Linked DNA regions of Macaca mulatta: region 1 is linked to region 2. Evidence: chromatin contacts called from public Hi-C data. All regions are on one chromosome and are shown on one strand. The core of a region is the stretch at or near the end of the contact, and the rest is flanking DNA. Distances in the headings are between cores, read along the strand shown.

The links. Hi-C and Micro-C count contacts between places; a contact is called where the count stands out from the background.
Region 1: a contact with region 2 is called in a Hi-C map of fetal cortex germinal zone, with 1.7 times the contacts expected there. The contact joins the promoter of CARHSP1 here to the promoter of PMM2 in region 2. A contact is called at or near these places in 4 of 14 Hi-C or Micro-C datasets (CD4 T cells, fetal cortex germinal zone, fibroblasts and 1 more).

What each region holds. Positions count from the first base shown.
Region 1 is chr20:10,076,501-10,083,343 of T2T-MMU8v2.0, forward strand. CARHSP1 (calcium regulated heat stable protein 1) reads right to left here and starts at 3,984. Exons shown (of 4, transcript NM_001261063.2): 1 at 3,783-3,984.
Region 2 is chr20:10,021,098-10,027,929 of T2T-MMU8v2.0, forward strand. It overlaps PMM2 (phosphomannomutase 2), which reads left to right and starts at 3,355. Exons shown (of 8, transcript NM_001257433.1): 1 at 3,355-3,472. The coding sequence starts at 3,407. TMEM186 (transmembrane protein 186) reads right to left here and starts at 3,163. Exons shown (of 2, transcript XM_001103641.5): 1 at 3,136-3,163; 2 at 704-2,109. The coding sequence starts at 3,138. The coding sequence ends at 1,471.

The DNA.
Region 1 (6,843 bases), core at 2,734-5,233, 56 kb after region 2:
CCACAGCAGTGTCCTGGGGCCAGACTGCTTACTACTTACAACACTTCACACAGCTCAGCTCATTCCATTCCCAGTTCACTAATGCGAGAACCGAGACACAAAGAGTCCAGTAACTTGCCCAGGGTCCCCCGGCTAATGAAGACCGTGGTGAAATACAGAGTAGGTCAGACAGCGGAAATGCTTCGGAGAAAAAGCCAGCAGGGTAAGGGGGAGAGGCTGCACCAGGAGGTACCCAGCTGGCCAAGCAACCCCTTCGCCAGTCAGCCCCCAGGCTCTGAAGAGTGCCCGGCCAAGGGAGGGAGCCCAGGGTGGTGGGGGCAGGAAGCCACGCCCAACCTGACTGCCCCAGGGACGGGTGTGTCATCAGGGAGAAGGGGCCTCCGCCCAAAATAGCCTGGGAATTTTCTGTAGGCTCTGCAGCTCCTCCTGGAAGGTTCTGGAGTTCAGCTGGGTACCAAGACTCTGGCTTTCCCAGCTCCTGCTCAGCCTACCCCCATGTCTGGAGACTTATGACCCAATCATGCAGCACCCCTGTAACCTACTCCCCAACTTCCTGCCCTCCTGGCCTGAAAACCCACCACCCACATCAACGGGAGCCAAGCAGCCAGGTGCTTAGTGCAAGTAGGGCTTTAGCAGCACTATCAGCCATTTACACTCTAGTGAGAGGGAGCTCACTGAAGGAGACTCCATTCATTTTTGTTTTTGTGAGACAGAGTCTCCCGTTGTTGCCCAGGATGGAGTGCAGTGGCGCGATCACAGCTCAAGATCTGTCCCCCAGGTTCAAGCAGTTCTCCTGCCTTAGCGTCCCCCAGGTTCAAGCAGTTCTCCTGCCTTAGCGTCCCCCAAGTTCAAGCAGTTCTCCTGCCTTAGCGTTCCCCAGGTTCAAGCAGTTCTCCTGCCTTAGCGTTCCCCAGGTTCAAGCAGTTCTCCTGCCTTAGCGTCTCCCAGGTTCAAGCAGTTCTCCTGCCTTAGCGTCCCCAAGGTTCAAGCAGTTCTCCTGCCTTAGCCTCCCGAGTAGCTGGGACTACCCGCGTGCACCACCTCACCCAGCTGATTTTTGTATTTTTAATAGAGATGGGGTTTCACCATTTTAGCCAAGCTGGTCTCGGACTCCTGATCTCAGGTGATTTACCCGCTTCAGCCTCCCAAAGTGCTGGGATTACAGGCTTGAACCACCGTGCCTGGCCAGAGACTCCATTCTTAATAGCTTCAGCCCCTTTATTGAAGACAGGATGATAGAGGGCAGGGGGACAAAAGTTCAGTTCAAGTCAGACACCTCATTGTTGGCAAAGCAAGAACCTCTCCAAGCCTGCTCTGCAAAATGAGGGTGTCTTGAGTCTTCCAAGCGTTGCTGGCTGGGGAATGCCAGGGTTGGGCATGGTGTTGGGACAGCTTCCAGCCCGGGGACAGCCCACTGCTGACAGGTGTAGTGGGTGGATAGTGGCCTGCACTATAGGGACAGGGCAGGCTATAGTGCTTTCATACACCCTACAGCCACTGTCCACAGACTTCCACGACAGGCCCTGTTGGGGGTTTACAAACATCAAATACATGCATCTAAACATCAACCCAACAGGGGAGGCACTTTTAGCACCCCTGTTTTACAGATGAGGAAACTAAGGCACAGAGGTTTAAGCCAGTGATTCTACTTGCTACTTTAGTGCAGTCAGGAATCTCTGGGGATCTTGTTCAAATGCAGATTGCCACTCAGCAGGTGTGGGGTGGGGCCTGAGATTCATTTCTTTTTTTTTTTTTTTTTGAGACAGGGTCTTGCTTTGTCACCCATGCTGGAGTTTGGTGGCGCACTCATGGCTCACTGCAGCCTCAACCGCCTGGGCTCAAGGGATCCTCTCACCTCAGCCTCCCATGTAGCTGGGACTACAGGCGTGTGCCACCACACGCAGCTAATTTTTTAATTTTTTGTAGAGACAAGGTCTCACTATGTTGTCCAGGTGGGTCACGCCCTCTCATGCTCAAGCAATCCTCCCACCTCGGCTTCCCAAAGTGCTGGGATTACAAGCTTGAGATTCCTGGCCAAGACTCTGCATTTCTAAGGCGCTCCCAGTGAGGCAGCTGTCCCTGGCCCAGGGAACACCGCAGTAGTCCTGCTACACTGGTCCATCTCACAGCCCAAGGCTTACCAGTGCAAGAGGTGGAAGGGAAATTGCGCAGGGATGGAGGTGAGACTAGAAGAATAGCAAAGTTACCTCAGTGCAGCTGGGTTCCTTCTCTGTAAACAGACAGAGACACTGAGCTGATCCATCCCAGTCCCCAGCGCAGCTGAGCCCCAGCCTGGCAGAACTGCCGGCACGTGGGCCGAGAGGCGGGGCGGGTCAGCTGAGCCCAGGTAGAAGGGTCCCTGGAAGCCACGGAGGCCGAGAACGAGCCAGAGGTTGACGCAGCAGCGCCAGGCTGGCCTAGCCACATTCCCCTCCATTGTTCCGGGGAGAGCGGGGGTCTGGCGAGGGAGGAGCAAAGAGTGAGAAGGGGAGGAGGGACAGGAAGGGATGGGGGTTGGAGAGTCCAGGGGGAGGGATGGGAGGCAAAGGGGAGGGGGCAGCCAGGCCGGAGCCAGTCCTCCGCGGGCTAAGGACCTGAAGCCAGCTGCCACAGATAAGTGCAAACAGGCGGGTGGGGAAGGTGCAGCACGGCGCACACGTCCGCCCGGAGCCCCCTCCCAGGCCCAGCCAAGCTGGGAATAGCTCTTCCGCCCTCAGGAGCCCCTGAGTGCTGGGAAGAGGCCGGAAACCCGAGGAGTGTACCGGGAACCCAAGGGGGCCTCCAACATTGCCGCTGCCTGTGCCCCCATTAGCACCCCTGTCACCCCACCGCCACCACCCACCTGGGACCCTGCACCCGCCCCAGCTCTCAGTCTGGACTGCCCCTCGGGGGGAAGCCCAAGCCCTCCTCAACAAGAACCCTACTCTACACTCCTCCCCCACTCAATTCTTCCATCCTTCCCTCCATTCTCGGGGGGCTTTGGCTCAGACCTGAGATTCAGCCCTGCCTTCTCCCCACTCCCTCAGTGACCCCTGCCAAGCGACTTCACCGCCCCACCCGAGTTTCCTCATCTGTCAAAGGGGACAGGAACGGTGCTGCGTCGCAGGGCTCGGACGCTGTGCAGACGCCGCCGCGAAAATGCCAAGCGCACGGCGGGTTCAGTCAACAATAGTTGTGCGGCTGATGGTGGAACTATCAGGCACGGGCCCATCTGAAATCACCTTCCCTCCCATTCCTGTCCCTGCTGTTGGAACACAAACCAAATGCACTGGCTTTGCCACTCCGTGGAACAAAGGCCTTTCACCTACCTAGGGCACTCACCATCAACCACCCTCAACTCCACCCCAGGGCCCCACGCTGGGCCTAGCGCAGCTCATTCAAAGCATCTACTCCGAGCCGGGCTCTGCCACTCTTTCTTGCCCTGAAGGGACCAGCATCGAGAACCCATGGTCATCACCGAGGCCACCCAGGGAGTGCAAAGGGCGGCGGGGTCTCCAAGGAGGATTCCGAGCCCAGAGGAGGGCCAAAGGCCCGAAGGGAGGGAGAACAGAGGCAGAGAGCGGCTGGAGAAGGTAGTGGCGGAAGATAACAGGAAGGCCTGCTGAGAAGTCGGGGACTTAGACGACAATGGGACTTCGGTGGACGATTTTCAGCGGGGGGTTGATCTGATTGTTTTTACAATTTCCCTCTAGCTTCAGAGTGGGGAGCAGATGAGAGGGGCAAGACTGGGCACAGAGAGACTGAGAAATATCAAAACAGCAAGTTAAAAAACAGTAGCTTACGTGTCTCCCGGCACGGGGCTAGCCGTCTCCTTTTACTCTCACACACCCTCTTAAGCCAGAAGTCAGAGGCCAGTCTGCAGATGGGGACACTGAGGCTCCGAAAGGCCTCCTGTTTGGCAGTGAGATTTCCCCACCTATGAGACCCGAGGCCCTGCCTGGAGCGGGACGTCTCCGCCTCCCCCCGCACACACATCCACCCCAACCCCAAAAAACCGTAGGGCCGGAGGCTTCCTTTTTAAAAATCAAAAAAGAACGTTTCACTTCCGGCCTGCAAACCTGGGCCGCCAGCGCAGCCTGCGGAAAGGGGGCCTGTGGGCGCGGATGAAGTTTTTCTCCAGCGCCTAGGGCCCCCCACCCCCATCCGGGCGCAAACACCCGGGGCGAGCGCGCCCGGCGGCTCCTCCTCCTCCCAGATGCGGCTAATCGCGCGGCGCCAGGACGGCTCCCCACCTCCCCCGCCGGGCCTGGCCGCCGTCCCAACCTCGAGCCACAGCTGGCGCGGCCAGGCCCGGCGGGGGGTGGCTCCGCTTCCCGCGTGCGAAGCCCCCCGCGCCTCGCCCCACCGCCCCGCGAGTCCCCCCTCCAGGGCTCCCTCCCAAAGGCAAAAGCGGTGAGGAGGGCGGGGAGAGCTTCCCCTGCACGCAGAGAACAGGTGGCCAGGCGGGAAGTGCTACCCGACGTCCGCCAAGAATCCCTGCCGCTGTTGCCACACCCACCCCTTGCCCCGGGGAGGAGCAACCCGCGTTCCCCAAACAGGCCCGGAGAAACCAAGCCGGGAGCCCTCCGTTGCCGAGCTAGAAGTCCCTGTAGGAGGGGGGACGATGGGGACACAGGAGACCGAGGCCCTATCTGCCGCTCCCGGGGACTCGGGCCAGGGGCGGCCACCTTGTCCCTCCTTGGGTCCCCGAGAAGAGCTCCCTACCTCGCGATCCGTACTGCTCCGCCAGTCGCTTAGCTCGGACTGGGAGCTCGGAGCTGGGGAGGGGGCGTGGCCCGCGGGGTGGGGCGCCGAGCCCCGCCCCCAGGAGGCCCCAGCCAATGGGGCTGCAGGAGGGAGTCCAGGACGGAAGGGGTGGGGCGGGCAGGAGTGGCCCGGACAGGACCTTTGTGTCCGCGCCTGGGACTGGCGGGAGAGTGGGGCGCAGAGCGCGGGGCGTAGGGGCCAGGGCGGGGCTGGGCTGCACCCACCGGCAGAAACGCCCCTGCAAAGTGGGGGAACTGTGTCTCTGCTTCTTTGCCGTTCCTTCCCTTCACCACGCGCGCCAGGTGCGGCTCCCACCTGCTTTTGGCTCCAAAATCCGTATAAGCCCGGGGGGCGTCACTTTTTGCAGAAAGGAGATAAAGGAATGAAAAGAGAGAAAGAAGAAAACAAACAAAAACACACAGGACGAAAAGAGAAAGAAAAAATACACACATACACACACCAGAAAAACAGGGTTTTATTTTCCCGTTTGGGATTCTGGTTTTGTTCTCTTTTCTTGTTTCATTTCCAGCCTTCCTTGAGTCCTGTTTTTGGAGGTAAAAAATGTTACCTCTGTTTTGCAGGAGAGGAAACTGAGGCACAGAGAGGCGACCAGCCCATGGGCACGACCAGTCGAGAGCAGCCCCTGAAAGCGAGCCCAAACCCCAGGACCAGGTTTTGAGGGACGCGGGGACGGAGAGAGGTCCCCGGAGCTCGCCTGGGACCACCGTGCCCCCGGAGGGCGCGGTGAGGACTGTGCCGGACTCACTCTGCAGCCCCTACTGGGGCCACTACGGAAAAGGCCCAGCGGCGAAACCAACTGGTCCATGCCAGGCAAGGAACCGTCCTAGACGGTTGGTGGGAACAACCGCGCAGCTGCTGTGGAAAGAGCCCGGCGGTTCCTCAAACCACGAACCCTGGAGTCTCCACAAGACCCAGCAACTCCAGTCCTAGGTGTCTGCGCGCCCAAGAGAAATGAAAATGTTTGTCCATAAAAAAATTTACTTGAGGCCGGGCGCGGTGGCTCACGCCTGTAATCCCAGCTCTTTTGGGAGGCCGAGGCGGGCGGATCACTTGAGCTCAGGAGTTGGAGACCAGCCTGGCCAACATGGCGAAACCCCATGTCTACGAAAAATACAAAAATTAGGCGGGCTTGGTGGTGGGTGCCTGTAATCCCAGTTACTTGGGAGTCTGAGGCAGGAGAATCACTTGAACCCGGGAGGTGGAGGTTGCAGTGAACCAGGTTCATGCCACTGCACTCCAGCCTGGGCAACAGCGAGTCTCTGTCTCCGGGAGAAGAAAAAAAAAAAAAGTTAAAAATAAATAAATACTTTACTTGTTGGTCTGGGCGAGGTGGCTCATGGCTGTAATCCCAGCACTTTGGGAGACCAAGACAGGAGGATCTCTTAAGCCCAGGAGTTCAAGACCAGCCTGGACAACATAGTAAGCCCCCTTCTCTACAAAAAAAAAAAAAAAAAAAAAAAAAAGTATTTCAACTGCCAGGAGTAGTAGCACCCACCTGTAGTCCCAGCTACTGGGGAGGCTGAGGTGGGAGGATCCCTTGAACCTAGGAGATCGAGACTGCAGTGATTGGTGATTGCACGGCTGCACTCCAGCCTGGGTGACAGAGTAAGGTTTATAGCAGTATTACTCCTAATAGCCAAAAGGTAGCAACAGCTAAGATGTCCATCGAGTGATGAAAGGATGAACAAAATGTTGTGTATCTATACAGTAGACAACTATTCACTCATTAACAGGAATTAAATCTTGATGCATGCTACAACACAGAGGAACCTTGAAAACATGCTAAGAGAAAGAAGCCAAGACAAAGGCCGCATGTTGTGTGATTCCAGCTGTATGAAATGTTCTGAATGGGCAAATCTCTAGATACAGGAAGTAGATTAGGGGTTGCTTGGGGGTGGCGGTGGGGATGGGGGCTAGACTGTTGACACTTAAAAGGTACAAGGGTTTCTTTTTGAGATGATGAAAATGTGCTGAAATTGATGGTGGCGATAGTTGCACAAGTCTGTGAATATACTAAAAATCATTGCATTGTGTGCTTTCAATGGGTGAACTGTATGGTGTATGAATTATGACTCA
Region 2 (6,832 bases), core at 2,105-4,604:
CCAAAGAGGAGCCAGTCAGCAGTGGGCCTGAAGAGGCAGCTGGCAAGAGCAGCTCCAAGAAGAAGAAAAAGTTCCATAAAGCATCCCAGGAAGATTAGAATGCAAATGGACATTCTCTGGGAGGTGGGACACACCATAGCCCAAGGTGACATCTTCCACCCTGTGCCCTGTTCCCCAATAAAAACAAATTCACAAAAAAAAAAAAAGAAAGAAAAATGGAAGGCTACACAATAAAACATTATTATTTTTTGTTTTGTTTTGTTTTGAGAGGGAGTCTCGCTCTGTCGCCCAGGATGGAGTGCAGTGGCGCGATCTCGGCTCATTGCAAGCTCCGCCTCCCAGGTTCATGCCATTCTCCGGCCTCAGCCTCCCGAGTAGCTGGGACTACAGGTGCCTGCCACTACACTCGGCTAATTTTTTTTTGTATTTTTTAGTGGAGACGGGGTTTCACCATTAGCCAGGATGGTCTCGATCTCCTGACCTCGTGATCCACCCGCCTCAGCCTCCCAAAGTGCTGGGATTACAGGTGTGAGCCACCGCGCCCGGCAATAAAACATTCTTATTGACTTTCGAGTGGCAAAATAATAAAGATCATGCCTTCCTTCCTCTTTACTGTGTTACAAATTGCATAATGAACATGTATTATTAATTATGCAGGGCAATGCATATAACTGGCTTTAGTTTATAAAAGAACGTACCAGCATACGGTCCATTAGGCTTTATTACACTGCAGGGCCATCCAAAGCAAGAGCCTCTAGATCTCAGCGTGGTGAACAAATCTCAAATGGGGTTTCGTGCTCACTTGGACGACATCGCTGCTCATCGATGTGTAGTTAACATCCTGGCAGACCTTTCTGCTGCTGGATGTGTGAGGGGCACAGCACAGGGCTCTGGAAGTCCCTGCTGACTGCTCGAAGCCTTTCTCCATGCCAAAACCTCTGACCAAATGCTTAATGCTATCTGCTCTAGGCTGCTGAGTCTGCCACACGTTTGACATTTATTCCCACATCCATCCCACGAAACAAGCAGGGCTTTCCATTTTACAGATGTGAAAACCAAGGTTCAAAGAGACTCAATAACCCACCCCAGGACAAGTGACAGAACTGAGACTTCTGACTCCAAATCCTATGCTCCCCCACCACACCTCTTTGCCTTTCAATTTCACACCAATGGACTGTCTGGGTGACCCTGGCATAGGTTCTTCTAAGAACTGGCTCTTAACAAAAACTTCTGGCCGTTATCTGACTGAATGTCACACACGAGTGCTGTAAGAACTTGCTTAGAGCCTTTTTCCTAAACCTGGACACCAGCTCTTGCCTTGTGAATTTCTTCATCACAAAACACATGTTCCCAGGGGCCCAGGCAAAGTCTCCAAGTACCCAATCCCCTTTCTTCAGCTGTGCCCACACCCTCAGCCTTCCTGTCAATCCAGGTGACCCAGGGTTACCCAGAGGTCCAGGCCCCAGTTGTTTACTTGAACATCTGATGTCTCCCAAACACCTGCGTGAAACGCTCTCTGTCCAGGATGTGTCCATAGCGCAGGGTGACGTAGAAGGTCTGTTTCCCGCTGTACCGCTGGATACGCATGAACATCTCCTGAGGCTGGTCCTTGGTTTCTGTCAGGGGAATCACATCTGCCAGGGGACAGTATGTGTCCTGCCGCCAGCCCCAGAAGCTCAGATGGGCCACCCGCAGCATGGTGCCAGACTCATTCAGATACAGGATACCAACCAGTCTCCGAAAGAAATAGCTCATCCAGCACAGCATGGTCAGGGCAAAGCCCGATATCCCACTCATCAGGCACACGGTGTTGAGAGTCAGGAGGCCCTGGGAATACCAGTAACAGGCTGGTGGCAAAACTACCACTGTCAGGGCAGTCTGTGCCAACTTCAGTCGAGACAGGAACCCAAAGATTCTGATGGCATCAAAACGGTAAAACATCCAGAATTTCTCAGTCTCTTGGTTTGGTGGTTTCTCCTTCGAGGTGGGTGACCTGCTCCCCACCCACCTCTTAGGATCCTCCTGCCCACTGCAGCACCACAACCCATGGAGAGGCCTTTCCCACGCAGCTTTTCCCCGAAATCTAGGCACAACTCGGAGAAGGGCAGCCTGAAAGGGAGACAGTAGACGATTTCTCTCATGGAATTCAACCACATTAATCACACGGTGAACATCTGCAAAGCACCATACTCCAAGGCTTCTGCCAATCCTGCAAGGTCACCATTATTGCCAGAGGAGGGAAGGGTAAAGCCAGATGTTATCTCATGTGGGCATCACAACAGCTATCTAAGATAGTTATCACTATTTCCACTTTACCACTAGGGAAACTAAGCCCAGAGAGGGTAAGATATTTACCAAAGAACACACAGTCAGTGAGTGCAGCAGAGTCCTCCTTCCATCAGGCAATTCCAAAGAAATACAAGAAAGGAGGTGCGGCCATCAATAATTCAAAACATATCTAGGGAGTCCCAACTCTGGGCTGGACAATGGATCCACAAGGGGGTGTGAACATTTCCCCAAGCAGGAAACTGAATAATCAATGTCTTAGTGGGGAACTCAAGCAACAAATCTGTGAGATAGTTATCCCAACAAACTTTCTAATTCTGTTTACGTTATCTTGGGTGCTGGAGGGAACTGCTGCTTTCCCTTAACCTAGTCAGGGGAAGGGGAAACAACGAGGAGGAGGAGGAGCGAGGCAGGGAGGCCCCTACACGTAGCACAAACATATTATTAGGTGGGTAGTGAAGCAGTAAAAGCTCTGGTTCCAATTCTGGCTCCATCAGTCACTACCTGTGGATTCTTGAGCAAATCACTCCACACCCCTGAGCTTCGGTTTCTTCGGCTTTCAAAATGGGGACTCAGAACACAGTGAACGAGAAGATGGTTTCAAAGCCCTCAACTTAGTACCTGATGCGCTGTGAGAGCTCGGCGAGTTTTAGCTATTACTACTGTGAGCACGTGACGCAAGGAGGGCAGAGAAAGCCCGGGAATGGCGAATGGTAACCCACGCCAGAGCTTCCTCCCACGGATTCTTCAGGTCCGAAACTCAGGCGTCGTGCCTGCCTGCCCCAGCTCTGACCCCGACCGACCCCCAAAGAGCATCACCCCCTCAAGGATCGCCACCAGCCTCCTTACCATGGCTCCACAGCCTGCTGCCGGAAGTAAGTCCCACCGGCCCCCGGAACCTCTAAGAGCGCATGCTCGAATGTACAAGGCGGGCGTGATCCGCGTTGCACCCTGGGATTTGCGGTCCAGGAATCGTGGCTGGCGCTAGTCCCAGGCGTTGTGGGAACGGAGTCTCCTCCTCTTCCCGACGTGCCCTGCGGCTCGGGGGCCGAACTCGGAAGTTCCGGGCCGAGTTCCTGATGCCAATGAGTCTTGCGAGGTGCGGTTAGACGCTGGGGACATGGCAGCTCCTGGCCCAGCGCTCTGCCTCTTCGACGTGGATGGGACCCTCACCGCCCCGCGGCAGGTAAGTGGCGCCCGGCGGGCTGGTGGCAGCCGACTCAGAGTCCGTGCTGTTCCCAGTTGGAGCTATCGACTACCCAGGGTCGGCGCCAAGGGCTGGCTAAGGACCGCCTGCGTCCTCACGGGGGCTGGACCCTATTCTAGGTGCCCTGGAGGGATGAGAGGGAGGCCCTAACCAGCTCTTCAAGAGCTCTGATGCTTGGAAAGATGAGACGGGGCTGAAGAACTCTTAAGAGAAGGAAACTTATGCTTGGTTGGAAAATGCAATCTGGACTCACCGCTAGTCCTCGGGACCGATGGACCAGGATTTGAACCCGACATCAGCTGTGTGCCCCTTATCAGCTGTTTGCCGGCCTCAATCCTGTAACCAATGGGCTGTGCCGTGAGTCATTATATTAAAAACAGGTTTCCAGGTGAAATCGACCTAGTGGAGTCTCATCTTCACCTCTTCACAGCTGTGTGACCTTGAGCAAGTCATTAACCTTTCTGAGCCTCAGCATCTACAGCTTTAAATGGGGATATTACGTGTTCCATATGGTGACTGTGAGGATCAAATGAGATTGTGTAAGTTCTTGAAAGTATGTTGCACACAGCACACTAGGCCTCAGTAAATAGTAACCACCTCCACCACACCCATCTCCAGCCCCTGCAGTGGACTAGGAAGATGGAGGAGCCCTAGGTTATTACAGGCTGCCCGCTGAGAGCCTCTTTGGGCCTTTCGAAACTTGCTTTCCACTTCCAGATTTTGCTGCTACAGGCACAGATAAGTTTCAGTCACTATCAGCCTTGAGATGAGGCTTTCCTGTCCCCTTTTCAGAAATTGGCCACTGACAACCGGCCATTTCAACTTGAGAGTGGACCCCAATGGTCTCACTATCCTCAACTAATATCCTCACCCCTCGTAGTCTTCGCTTGGTGGTAACAATGGTGTGCTCCAGAAAGCCACGTGAAATGCGTGTGACCTTAGACGTATCATTTTGCCCTTGTCAGCCACAGGTTTGATCTACCTAGTGATGACACTCAACTCCCAAGTTCTTCAAAGGCTTTTTCTGATTCTGAAATTCAGCTATCACACACTTGGGGTTGTTAAAAGCCCATAGTGGTCTAATACTCCGGTCCCCAATTCATTTTTTGTAAAGGGCCATATAGCATATACTTTTGTCTTTGCAGACCATATGGTCTATAGTAGCCACTGAACTTTAGTACAAAACCAGCCATAAACCCTATGTAAACACAGAGTGGCTGTGTACCGGTAAAACTGTATTTATTTGTTACAGAAACAAACAGCTGCCCAGTGTGGTCTGTGGGCCATAGCGGTCTAGGGTTTACATTGCCAACCCTTTTTCATGATTTCGCTGGACCCTCTCAACCTTCCTTCATCTTTCTTTCCAGGTAGGATAGTTGTTATTACCTTTTTAAACATAAGGAAACACACTCAGTGAAGAACTAACCTCCTCAGTTTCACACAGCCGACCTGGTACAAGCCCCTGAGCCTCAGGACATTGGTTCCTGTCAAGTTTGCCATTTCCTATCTGTGCTAAGGTGGAAGCTGTCCTAGTTACTAGGTATGCCATTCAGGAAAGTGCTTCTGATCTGATTTTCACAGTTCTGACTCTTCTTTTTTTTTTTTTTTTTTTTGAGACAGAGTCTCACTCTGTCGCCAGGCTAGAGTGTAGTGGTGCAATCTCAGTTCACTGCAACCTCCGCCTCCCAGGTTCAAGCGATTCTCCTGCCTCAGGCACCTGAGTAGCTGGGACTTAAGGCGCCCGCCACCACGCCTGGCTAATTTTTGTATTTTCAGTAGAGACAGGGTTTCACCATGTTGGCCAGGATGGTCTCCATCTCCGGACTTTGTGATCCACCTGCCTCAGCCTCCCAAAGTTCCGGGATTACAGGCATGAGCCACTGCGTTCTGACTCTTAAGGGCCACTCCTGCAGTTCTAGATTTTGTCTAATAGGTTCAAATTCCACTGTGAGAGTAGAAAAGATTGCACTCTATTACAAGCCCTTCTATGCAGTTTTATTTTAATCAGATTCATGTGTTACTCTAAAAAAATTTTTTAAAGAAAAATCATTGAACTCCAAGTGTTTATATACTGACGGTGAATTAAATGGTTTTTTGTATTTTCTAAATTTCTAGTAACTTTTTAAAAAAGATATTCAGGGCCAGGCGCGGTGGCTCACGCCTGTAATCCCAGCACTTTGGAAGGCCGCGGGCGGATCACGAGGTCAGGAGATCGAGACCATCCTGGCTCATGCTGTGAAACCCCGTCTCTACTAAAAATACAAAAAATTAGCCTGTAGTCCCAGCTACACGGGATGCTGAGGCAGGAGAATGACGTGAAACCGGGGGGCGGAGCTTGCAGTGAGTGGAGATGGCGACACTGCACTCCAGCCTGGGAGACACAGCGAGACTCTGTCTCAAAAAAAAGACATTCAGCCGGGCGCGGTAGCTAACGCCTATAATCCCAGCACTTTGGGAGGCTGAGGCGGGCGGATCACTTGAGGTCAGGAGTTCGAGACCAGCCTGGCCAACATGGTGAAACCCTGTCTCTAATAAAAATACAAAAAATTAGCTGAGCGTGATGGCGGGCGCCTGTAGTCCTGGTTACCTGGGAGACTGAGACAGGAGAATCGCTTGAACCCAGGAAATGGAGGTTGCAGTGAGCCAAGACCACACCACTGCACTCCAGCCTGGGCGACAGAGCGCAACTTCGTGTCACAAAAAAAAAATAGACATTCAGTGTAAATGTTCAACTAAGATTGCTCAAAGTACTGAGTTATAAGACTTGTAAAAATACATTGTGATGTGTCTTGATGTAGGGCTGTTTTTCATCTTAGTTTATAACTTTTTAAAAATTATCACACAGTTTGGAATTTACCATAAAGTCATACCACTAAGACCACTCTTTCTAGATAGGAGCTTTGCTTTTAGAAGAGACTAAAAAATCTAGTCATCTTACTCTTTTCCAATTTTTTTTGTTTTGAGTAATTGCAATAAATCAGTTCTAAGCTTCTCCTATTTATTTATTTATTTATTTATTTATTTATCAAGACGAAGTCTCGCTCTATCACCCAGGCTGGAGTGCAGGGGCACGATCTCGGCTCACTGCAGCCTGCGCCTGCCAGGTTCAAGTGATTCTCCTGCATCAACCTCCCGAGTACCTGGGACTACAGGCGCGTGCCACCACACCCGGCTAATTTTTGTATTTTTAGTAGAGATGGGGTTTCGCCATGTGGGCCAGGCTGGTCTCGAACTCTGACCTCAGGTGATCCACCGGCCTCGGTCTCCCAAAGTGCTGGGATTACAGGCGTGAGCCGCCATGCCTGGCCCTGAGCTTCCTCTTTAATTTCATTATGTTAT